2 separate regions of the Mus musculus genome follow, and region 2 is linked to region 1. A link is a contact called in public promoter capture Hi-C data. All regions are on one chromosome and are shown on one strand. Each heading gives the region's core, a stretch centred on a gene start, on an enhancer-like site or on the middle of the called end of the contact. The rest is flanking DNA. Distances are from core to core; before and after follow the strand shown. Region 1 holds the start of Agpat4 (1-acylglycerol-3-phosphate O-acyltransferase 4 (lysophosphatidic acid acyltransferase, delta)). Region 2 overlaps Plg (plasminogen).

Region 1 (5,540 bases), core at 1,746-4,245:
AGACCTGAGGGTCTAGGAAAACATTAGAAGAGAAGAAAAAAAAAGAGCAAATAGGCAAGAAATCTTTGCGATGCAAGAATGCATTCTGGGGGGGGGGGGGGGGGTTCAACATAAACCATTCTCACATGGCATTTCCTTTTATTTTGCCATTAGGAGAGAAAAACAGATTGGCTAGTCTTTGAAATCTCTTAATACCTTCCCCCAAGGTGGTTTAAAACTGTAACTGCTTAACTGAGTTGTTCTGACACATAGTGGACACACAATAACTACAAAATACAAACTAACACACACACACACACACACACACACACACACACACACACACACACACCGGCCCCAAGCAGAAACCCTCTTTCCCACAGCCCTGGCAGAATGCTTGCTTTCTCGAGAACTCACTGGAAACCGAATTTCAGAGTCTAAGGCTAGTTTTCCAATGCTAAACTGGACTCATCTGAGTTCTCCAAATGGCAGAATATTACTAAGCGAGGCTTAGCCATGTACTTCATCAGTAAATCAAGAGTCACTCAGAAATAGGCACGCCTCTTTCCCTGCCCACCAGACCTCCCTTCAGAACACAGCAGAACAGAAAGGGTGGCCTTAACCAACTCCTCTCTGAGTAGCCATGATTTAAGGCAAGGACTGGAATGACTAAGATGGCTCCCTCCTTCTCTGCCCTCGCGAGCATCCAAGCTACAGTCAAAGTCATGACATAGCCTGGCCTTCTGAGTCACCTTGGGGTACTTTGTTTCCACCCAGCTCCAGCTGTCTCCCACAGGTTAAACAAGTCACTCTTTCTCTGGATAGCTGAGAGGGGTCTGGTCTGTTTGGTTATTTACTACTTTCTTTTTGCATTGGGTTTGGGTCTGGAAACTTTCTGAGTGACATGCTGAGACAAGCCCACTACTCTCATGCTTTGGAAGGTCGGACGATAAGTCCATTGTCTTGTCCGGCAGAATGCTAAAGTAAGTTTGGCAAAATGAAAGTTGAATCATTATTCTGAGTACGTTTTTTTAATGTTCTGTACCCCTCACCTAATTCTCTTGTCTTTAACTCCATTTTTTTCTCTAGTTAGATTTGTTTGTTTTGAGGGTTTCTAGGGACGTTAGGCAAGTTTTCTACTACCAAGCAACAACCCCAGCCCTCTAATTTTGTGCCCTGTTCTTTAGCTCCCATTTGTAGAGAACTTTTGTATCTGAAATGCTTAAAATCTCTGGAACTATGGTCAGTTTTTAAGACCGAGATAAATAACAGTAGTGAGATAAAGAACATTCTAGAAACTACTGGTTCTTCCCGCTTCCACGTAGCCAAGAGGCTAGGGTTCCAAGCTATGATTGGGCTTTAATAACCTGAAAGTAACCTGAGGCCTTTTAAATTCTTACCACAGATAATCTCAGTAATACAGGACTCTATATTGGTACCAATAAGGAAGGAATTCTGGTACTGGGCATGCACATTAGAAGAGGGTCCATTATCAGGCTTGCTTCAGAGGTACTGAATATAAGCAGCACCCAAAACCACTAATGGGCCTGCCTTCTAAGCAATGAATTATTTGTATCAAGTTTTGTCCACCTCTGCTTATTACTGGGTAGGTGATAATTTCCTCTCGTGTCTTAGTTTTCTTCTGAAGGTTTGTTTTTTCCTCCCTACGTTGCACCAGAAGGATATCATACCTCTAACTTGGGAGTCTTAATTGTTTTTCTCAAAAGGAACCTTACCCACCCACCCCCGATATACAGAGACACACATGCACACATCCACACTACGTTTCCCTCCTCTTGAGATAACTTTTTCCCCCCAGTAGGAGATGCTGAGTGATAACTTCAGATGAGCAGATCCGTGCCAGGTTTGGAAAGACTAGAGGGTAAACACTGGGTAATCCAGGTGAGAGCACCACAGAACAATACCCTAGAGACCCAGCTGGGTAGTTAGCATTTCTTATGCTAACTGAACTTTGATTTGTGGCTAAATGAAGTTCAGAATAGAGCCAAGACTCGTTTTATACATGTTTAGACTTGTGGGTGAGCCTGAACAGCTGATAACATATTTACCAGTGTGAATTATCAGGTACTTTGCAACACTTTATTTCAATGCAGTATCCTCCTATAAAGAGTTAAATCCCCCTGCCCCTCTTAGTTTGTTCAATATCATGTCTTAAGAAATTAGTTAAGTTTCTAAAAGCTGCCCTTAATACTGGAAAGCTTCAAAAACATAAAAGAACTCCCTTTAAAAATCCCGACATATGATGGAGAACCCAGAAGCTTAAATTTAAGTAAATAAAGCGGTGATTACAAATGCCTGTTTCCTTGACAACTCCCCTCCCCCAGCCCTCCTGCGATAGGGAAAAACCAAAATGAAAACGAGAGGAGGGGGTATCTACAGAGTCACGTTGCGTTCCAGCGAGGCCCAGCCAGGCCAAGCCCAGGAAGGAAATACAAATAAATCAATTTAGATTGGGACTGTATTTTTGTGGAGTATATTTTTGTGGTTGTCATAGAAACACCAGAGACAGAAGAACGTGTTGCACGAAAAGAGAGCCCGTATATGTAACAGGAGCCATCGCTACACCTTCACGGTAGCCAAGAAAATGCTTCCACCCTGGGAGGGCTGCTCGCAGAGCCCCCAGAAAGCTCCTCACAATCTGGCACAAAGCAGTGGTCGCGGAGCCCCGGTGCTCCTCCCTCTGCCCCCACCCCCACCCCCGCATCATTCGCTCCAACCCCACCAGCATCCCGCTCCGAGCCTATCCCTTCCAAAGTACTAGGAAACCAGCCGAGCAGAGGGACCCCTGCCAGAGAAGGGCATCCGATCATCACACGCCACACCCCAGGAGAAGGTGCCTGGTAATCGTACCAACACCACCTACCTCGCTCCGGGCAGTTCTTTGCATTGGTGCTCACAAGCCAGAACTGCGAGGCAGGAGCCTGAGGTTCAGAAACTGCCTCTACTTTAGAGAAGCTGTAAGTCAGCCAACACTGGAAAGAAAAAGCGAGACTCCACCCAAAGGGGTGGACCCTTCGGGAAGGGAAAAAAAGGTGGTCCTCGGCTGACGTCTCTCCCCACCCATGTCACTTCCTTTTAAAGCTACGACTTAGCAGCTACTGGGAGGGAAGCTCGGACCCCGTGTAACATGAGTCACCCTCTCCTTCCAATGAGTGTAAAGAAGTGTCCAGCTCGGCCTCCTGTTGGAGCCAGATGGGGATTGGGATCGAGTAGTCACCCGCGTGGATAACAAAGCCATCCCAGTGGCCTGCCGCCACTCGCCCAGCTCAAGAGCCCTGTTGCATCCCCGTGCAAACAGCCTGAGAAACCTCGGCCTCCTGCCCTGGAAATTGCCCCCCCCCCCACGCCCCAAGTCCCCTGTGCCATTTCGTTTGGGGGTGGGGGTGGGGGGAAAACAGGATGAAAGCTGAAGCCCGCGCACTCTAGTGCCTTGCTCACCTCTCCTGGCCACCACTCCGCCAGCCCGGAAGCCCCTTCCAAGATCACGCCCAGCGTTCCCGAGACTAGGACCAACAGACCTAGGATGCCCGGAGCTCCTGTGGATGGATGCTCTCCTTCCAAAGCTGGGTGCCAGCGGGTGCCAGGACTGCCTACTCATGCTAGTGCGCACAAGCAGGCAACACACACATGCACATGACATTTACACTCTTGTTAAGTTAGCAAGGGTCTGAGCAGATTAACCGAACAGAGTCCTGAAACTTTAAGGGGGCGGGGGGGGGGCGGTGTTGGAAGTGCGCAAAGGCCAGGTCTGTGACATTCCTGGAAAGGTGAATTCAATCTCTGGGTGCCTAAAGTGCCCTTCAAATACGGGCTGTTCAAGACACTGTCGCAGATGTTTACATATTTACAGAAAGAATGCCCCGTGGTCGCTCTACTTTCTAGCGCGAGCAGTACTGAGAAGTTCCTCCTCCAGGCTGCAGAAGCACGGCAAATAGCTTGCCCTGCAGACAGGAGCCAAGAAGAAGGTACTCAAGAAGCAGGAAAAGGGTTTGGACTTTGACATCCTGAAGATCATCTAGAATGTGAGAGGAGCAAAGCCAAATGGAGTGAGGGTGGAGGGCATAAGGAAGAATCCAAACCGAAAGCCCATTTGTGGGGTGTAAAAATTAACTTGAACGGCTAGCAAGGGCTATAAAAGTTGTTAGTAAAGAGTTTCCTATAAGTACTGGAGAGATGAGGTGGCTCCGGGTTTAAGAGTGCTTACCGCTCTTGAATAAGTCAGGGTTCAGTTTCAGGCACCTGGCAGCTCACAATTGCCTTTAACTCTACGGAATCCATCACTCTCTGATGTTGGCCAGGGGCACCTGCATGAATGTGGTGCACATAAACTCACATAAGTACACACGCGCGCACGCATATACACACACACACACACACACACACACACACACACACATAACATAAATTACTCCGAATTTTTGTTCTTGGAATCCAATGTAATATTTAAGTTCTTGTTCTTGTTAACTCTAGCTTCTAGAACATTCAATCCCCTCTGGCCACATAGAGAAATGGTCTCAGCACCCCCTCTCCCCAGTAAAATTCTCTCTTATAACTTTTCAAGTTATATTTTGTGACTTTTTTTAAACATTGACCATACCATTTTATTTATTTTTTTTAAGATTTATTTATTTATTATATGTGAGTACACTGTAGCTGTCTTCCACACTCCAGAAGAGGGCATCAGATTTCATTAGAGATGGTTGTGAGCCACCATGTGGTTGCTGGGATTTGAACTCAGGACCTTTGGAAGAGTAGCCAGTGCTCTTAACCGCTGAGCCATCTCACCAGCCCATATTTTGTGATTTTATTGTTGACGGGAATCAATGAGTTTTCCAAAAATACTTTCCAGATAGTTAATTTTTTTTTCATAGTGGCATTTTGGGTGGAAATTTAATTTTAGAATTTGAGACTTGTTGCTGGATGTTGTGGAACATGCCTGGAGTCTCAGCGCTCAGAAGGCAGAGACAGGTGGATGGATCTCTGAGTTTCAGACCAGCCTGATCTACAGAGCTAGTTCCAGGACAGCCAGGATTGTACAGAAAAACCATCTCAAAAAACAAACAAACTAGTTCCAGGACAGCCAGGATTATACAGAAAAACCATCTCAAAAAACAAACAAACAAACAAACAAACAAACAAACAAACAATAACAATAATATCTGAGTCTTCCATAAATTTACATTACACTGATTATAGTTACAGTGAGTGATTTTGGTAAAAACAGCAGGAAATTAAAAATTTGACAATTGCAGCTCTTGCCCCAAGCTCAATATTTAATGTTTTTATTTCATTATTACGATTCAATTCTGATCCTTACTATTGCTAAGGCCTTGTCTGTTAGCCAATATTGCTAAGAGCTCATGATCTTAGAAACCTATCTGAGGGATGGGAAGGTATTGGTGGGTTGAATTCTAGGCGTTTTATTTAAGAGTCGCAATTAGACTCTGCCTCCTGTGTCTATATTCACAGAGGGTTATAAACATTTCTGTCATAATCTAACAGTTCAGCTCAGCAAATATCTCTTGGGAATCCAAGCCACA
Region 2 (5,677 bases), core at 2,286-4,785, 280 kb before region 1:
CCCTCTTGACCCGGGTTCAGGGGAGCTCACTCGGGTTGCCATGTTTGCATAGAAAGCTCCTTTGCCCACTGAGCCATCTCATTAGCCCCGCTATGCATATTCTTAAAGATTTCTTTAGCCGGGTGTGGTGGCGCACGCCTTTAGTCCCAATACTCAGGAGGCAGAGGCAGGCAGATTTCTTAGTTCGAGGCCAGGCTGGTCTATAAAGTGAGTTCCAGGATAGCCAGGGCTATACAGAGAAACCCTGTCTCGAAAAAATATATATATTTCTTTGAGGAATAGTGATTCTATTTCATTAGGTAACTATTCAGGAATAGAATTGCAGAGTTATAGGGTAAACGCATGTCTGCCTAACCTTACAAGAAGCCATAGGCAGATTTCCAAAGTCATTGTGGTATTTACACTTAAGCAAGTATGTATGTATTATTTAGCCATCAGGGTTTTTTTTAATGTTTATTTTTGTTTTATTTGTCTTAGTGTTTGCCTGAACGTCAGTGTGCTATATGCATGCTTTACCTATAGAGACCAGAAGAGGAATGGTTCCCCTGGGACTGCAGTCACACCCAAGTGTGAGCTACTAGGAATTGAATGTAGGACCACTGAGAAAGCAACCAGTGCTGTTAAGCACTGAGCTATCTCTCCAGCCCACAACCTACCAGTTATAAATACCTTGGACTTACAGTAAGTGCATGAGACGGCTAAGGTATTTTGATGGCTAGATTATGTTTTAATTAATGAATTATTTTTTGTGTTTGTATAAATGAATTATTCTGTGTATGTATACCTGCATATACGTGTGTGTGTGTGTGTGTGTGTGTGTGTGTGTGTGTGTGTGTGTGTACCTGCATATGTATATGCAGGTAAGTGTGTCATGATGTATGGCACTCAGTTGTCCCCTCTCATGTGTCTGCTTCAGCAAAAACATTCTCTCATAAGACAGTTTTCAGAAAAACATTATATGACACAACAGAGTCTCCAAAAAATCCAAAATTTCCCACTTTACACATCGTTCTCCAAGCCCCTAATCACCCCTTACTCCTGTCTTTTTATGAGTAGCCACATCTACCCTGTGCCTGATGGGTCTCCCTGTAGTTATTATTCTTAGTTCTTTGATGGCCTACAATGCCAGACTTTCTCAGTGTTTCTCAGGCTACTGGCCATTTGTGTCTCTGTCCCGAGAAATACCTATTTGTGTCTGCTACTGTTTTTACAATATGGGTGGGGAAAACGCTTATGTCTCTGTACTTGAGGCATCTGTCACACATATGAATTGAGAATATTTTTTCTCCCAGTCTCCAGTCTCCCATATCTGTTTTCTCAATGGTGACGTTTGTAAAATTTTCATTTTATAAAAACAAAAATTATCAGTCTTTAAAATATTTTTGCTTAAAAGATTTGCCTTTCCCTGGATTATGGAAATACTCTTCTTTTCTCCCCCCAGAAGTTTCACATTTCAGCCTTAGTTATCACTTCTGCACTGAAGTCTATCTAACAGCTATGGCAAGTCTAGTGTGATATAGAAAGTATACGTCAGGAGTGCACACTTTGAATTTGCTGGTTTGGGGTTTGGGTTGGCGGGGTTGGAGTGGAGGTGTTATACACAGCATTCCTTTACCATTCTGGGAAAAGATGCTCTTTAGGCATTGAGCTGCTTAGCTGTTTGCATAGAAACACAGGATTTGTTTCTGAACTGTTCCCATTTCTGTGCCCCTCCTGCTGACACAGGACACTGGAAGGTCTCAATTGCTGTCTGTGGGCCTCATCAAATAGTCTCTGGTTTTTATAGCATTGCTGATGATGTTTATAATGTTATGGTTCGATTGCGTGTAGCTAGGACAGACATCCAATGACTTGTCTGTTGACCTCATGTATACCTGCTGCTCTTTGAACATGTAAATTCACTCAGTCACTATGACTGTCTGTGTCCATTGGTCATCTGCCTGCGAATCAGGATGCTTGTTCTTCATTTTAGAACATGAGGCCCTCCCTTCTTCTATCGTTTGTTCTTTTCCCCCCTCTCTCCTTCCCTTTCTCCTTCTGTCCCTCCCTTTATTCCTTCTTCCTTTCCTCTTTCCTCTCTCATATCCTTGATCCCTTCTTTCCTTCCTTTCTTCCTAATTTGCTTTTTCCTTCTTTCCTTCTGTTATCCCTTCTTTCATTCCTTCCTTTCCTCCTTCCTTTCTTTCTTCCCCTTCCTCCTTCTCTTCATTCCCTTCCCTCCCTCCCTCTTTCTCTCCTTTCCCTTCCTTCCTTCCTTCCTTCCTTCCTTCCCTTCCTCCCTTCTCTCTCCCCCACTCCCTCCTTAATTAATTCTCTCACTTCCTTCCACTGTCTTACTGCAATGGCCCCCAATACTCTTGCTCTCTGGCAACTCATACCCCATGAGAGCACTGTGCTTCTGGCTAGTAAGGCTTCCCAGGTGAGGACTGAAAGAAATGGAGATGCAGATGCCACTAGAAATATTAGCCTGTGAGCCAAACATAAAACTACACTCCAGTGATTTGCAGTGGAATGACCCAGCCCAATGATGGGAGCCAGCATCAGCCTTAGCACAGGGAAGCGGTGGTATTAGTTCTAAGCTTTATGGTGACTTGTTCTCACAGGGATTTCACCAGTGGGACCTTACCACCTCCACTGATTCCCCTTGCTTCTACAGAATTTCTCAGGAAAGGGAGCCAGTTAATGGCTTCTCCTCGTTCAGGCCTATTTCTCAAAAGCCAAGTTCCTGTCATATTCTGCCCTCAGTAATCTCAGAGAAATTTGGTCCACACGAGTTAGCCTAAAGCATGGGGCACATGGAAACCTAAACCAGCTATTAATCCTCTCATGGTTAAAATCAAAGACATACGCATCTGGGAAGTTCTCTGGGGTCTTCGAATGCCTGTGTGGAAACATAGCTGCCCAGGACTGGCACTTCTTCCCTGTGATGGTAGTGGACGATGTACCCCGATAGCTCTGCCCATCGCTCTGGTAGCATTCCTGGACCACAGGTGTTTGCTCCTCTGGTGGAACTGAAATCAAAGCGGAAGAAATTGAGACCAATAAGATCTGAAACAGGCAGACCTGAGCACTAATTTACGACACATGAAGTAAACCAGTCTCTCTGTACGTGTGTGTGTGTGTGTGTGTGTGTGTGTGTGTGTGTGTGTGTGTGCATGTGTGTGTAGTGTGTGTATGCTCACACACAACAAGTACACCATTTATAGTGTTGTACCACGTATTGAAAAAAACCTTGGAAGATGAATAAGATTGGCCAGAGTGTTGATAACTGGAAATGCCATTATGTACAAGTTATTTTTATGAATTGCTACCAGATGTTCATGAGAACAAGAGGCCAGGATGCTCTGTAATGAGGGCACCAGGCAGGACGGGGCTAGACCTATCATTCTTGCATACTTCCCTAGACTTTCTTTGGTCATAGGATACCAAAGCCTTGAGCTTCTGGGGATGGGGCAGAGCTGGTCCTGCCTCTAGGACATAAGAAAAAGGCCATTTATTCTCAGAGATGACCACAGTAGGACTCTAGCTGGTTAGGACTGTGAAATAGTCTTGGTTAGTTTGTGAGTGGATCCTCAGACACAGGAACCTCAAAAAATAAGAACAAAATAGAAATTCAAGGAGCAAAACCCACAGCATCGGAGATGAAGAATTCCTGCAAGAGACTGATCAGCAGACGGCAGGGTTAAGCGAGCAGCCAGTGAGCTTAAAAGTAATTGGGTAATGGGTTCCACATGACACAAAAGAAAAGGATGGATGGTGGCAAGGAGACCACGGACAGAATAACTACGTTAATGATGGACTTAAAGCCAAGCATGCACAGTGATATTAATGCAAATATCTCGGTCAGAAGGCTAATGAGACTCATCACACAAACACTAATGTAGGCAGAGCTGCAAAGTCTCTGTTCAAATGAGTAAAGATAAACTTCAGAGTTTCCGAGACAGAAGGAGTATTTTCAGAAACAATGGCATGACAGAGGAGACATCATCCCATCGAGAAGATAAAGAGGTCTTCAATGGGTACGTGCCTACCAACAGAGCTTCACAATACAGAAAGCAAACAGAAGCAAACGAAACAGACTAATCTGCAGTTAAAGTCGGACCTGTAAGCAATACAGTAGGAATACAGAACCCTAATAGAGTTTGCAAGTTGACTTTTATAAGCTTCCCAACCACAACAAAAGTCAAGATTTCAAGAGCTTGGGGATCTCTCACCAAGGCTGAATCCTGTGCTACGGAGCAAACAACAGGTGAAATACTACAAATGAAATGATAGAAGCCTCACTCCGACCCACAGCAAGATTAAGTGAAGCAAAGGTACCACACCCTGATAGATGGCAAAGAAGCCAGTAGAGACAAACTTGTATAGTGCTGCTGCTCAGTGAGCCCTTGTGACCCACTCTTACCTGAGGAATCTGACTGGTCTGGTGATGCTGAGGACTCGCAGGATGGAATCTCACAGTACTCCCACCTCAGCTGGCTGTCAGTGGTATAGCACCAGGGAGCAGTTTCTCCATCTGGGTTCCGGCAGTAGTTCTCTTCCAGATTTCTAGAACGGAAGTATGGGTTTCGCGCTTCAAAGACTTTCAGTGAGCAAGGCGTGCACATGCTTGTTAGAAGGAGTGCTGTACATGTCTAACACGCTAGAATCGTGCATGCTGAATGATTGACAGGTACCAAGAGGAAGCTTGAATTGGGCTTAGACATCACATGGCATGGCAGGTTATCTGGCATAGAAGAAGCAATGACTAAAATATATTCTTTGGGCTAGAAGTGGCTCAGTGGTTAAGAGCACCGATTGTTCCTCCAGAGGTCCTGAGTTCAATTCCCAGCAACCACATGGTGGCTCCACAACCATCTATAATGTGATCTGGTGTTCTCTTTTGGCATGAGGGGTACATGCAGATACAGCACTCATATACATAAAATAAATAAGTAAATATTATATATATGCATATATATGCATACATATATGTACATACATATATTCCATGACTTCATGTGATGGAATAAAATGAGTCTTTAGTTCTGGGTTGGGTACTGCAATGTATGCTGGCACAATGAGGATTTTCCCTGAGTCTCAAACTTACTAACTCTAGAGCCCTAGAGTTTGCATTTCTAGTAAACCCCTGATGGTGTCGGTGGGGCACACTTTGAGAAAGATTGTAGCAGGTAAAACACTGCTGAATGTCTCTTTCCTTGCATGTGACCTAATCGATCTTCATTCGTGAATTTTGTTATACTACAACCAAGATGAAGTCAATGGGGTCTGCATCCCACGGTCACAGGGGTGAGAAAGGAGACGGGAGGGACATACTTGCAGGGGAAATTTTCTGGTGTCCTGTTGTGCCTATGAGGGGTTTGCTCACTCCAGCGCTGACAGGTTTTCCCAGACACGGTGACAGACACGGTCCCTCGGTAATTTTCACCTCTTCCTTTCAGACATTGGTAGGTTGGGCTGGGTGGGGGCGGGGGTGTTGCTTGAATAGGGGAAAGAATTGATCATGAATGGTTTTCCATTAAGAATGCACCAACAGATGTTTTGGAAGGATGAAGGCAGGGTCTCTCTGCTATGTCCTCTCTTACTCCTCTCAGGATTTTACACTTGGGGACAGCTTAGTACTTTCAGTTTGGTAACCTGTATGTCTACATGGCCATTTCATCAAGAACATCTCTAA

The links. Promoter capture Hi-C pulls out the DNA fragments that hold promoters and counts their contacts.
Region 2: a promoter capture Hi-C map of fetal liver shows a contact between it and region 1, with 3 times the contacts expected there. The contact joins the enhancer-like site here to the promoter of Agpat4 in region 1. A contact is called at or near these places in 4 of 39 promoter capture datasets (cranial neural crest, fetal liver, neural stem cells and 1 more) and 1 of 484 Hi-C or Micro-C datasets (embryonic stem cells).

What each region holds. Positions count from the first base shown.
Region 1 is chr17:12,116,739-12,122,278 of GRCm38.p6, reverse strand. Agpat4 (1-acylglycerol-3-phosphate O-acyltransferase 4 (lysophosphatidic acid acyltransferase, delta)) reads right to left here and starts at 2,995. Exons shown (of 9, transcript NM_026644.2): 1 at 2,864-2,995.
Region 2 is chr17:12,395,424-12,401,100 of GRCm38.p6, reverse strand. It overlaps Plg (plasminogen), which reads right to left. Exons shown (of 19, transcript NM_008877.3): 8 at 5,317-5,479; 9 at 4,406-4,548; 10 at 2,849-3,011. Among named protein-coding and RNA genes, the nearest start is that of Plg, 20 kb to the right of the region's middle. Within about 2 kb of position 3,535, at least 2 of the 459 cell types and tissues checked have an H3K27ac peak or open chromatin away from gene starts, as enhancers often do.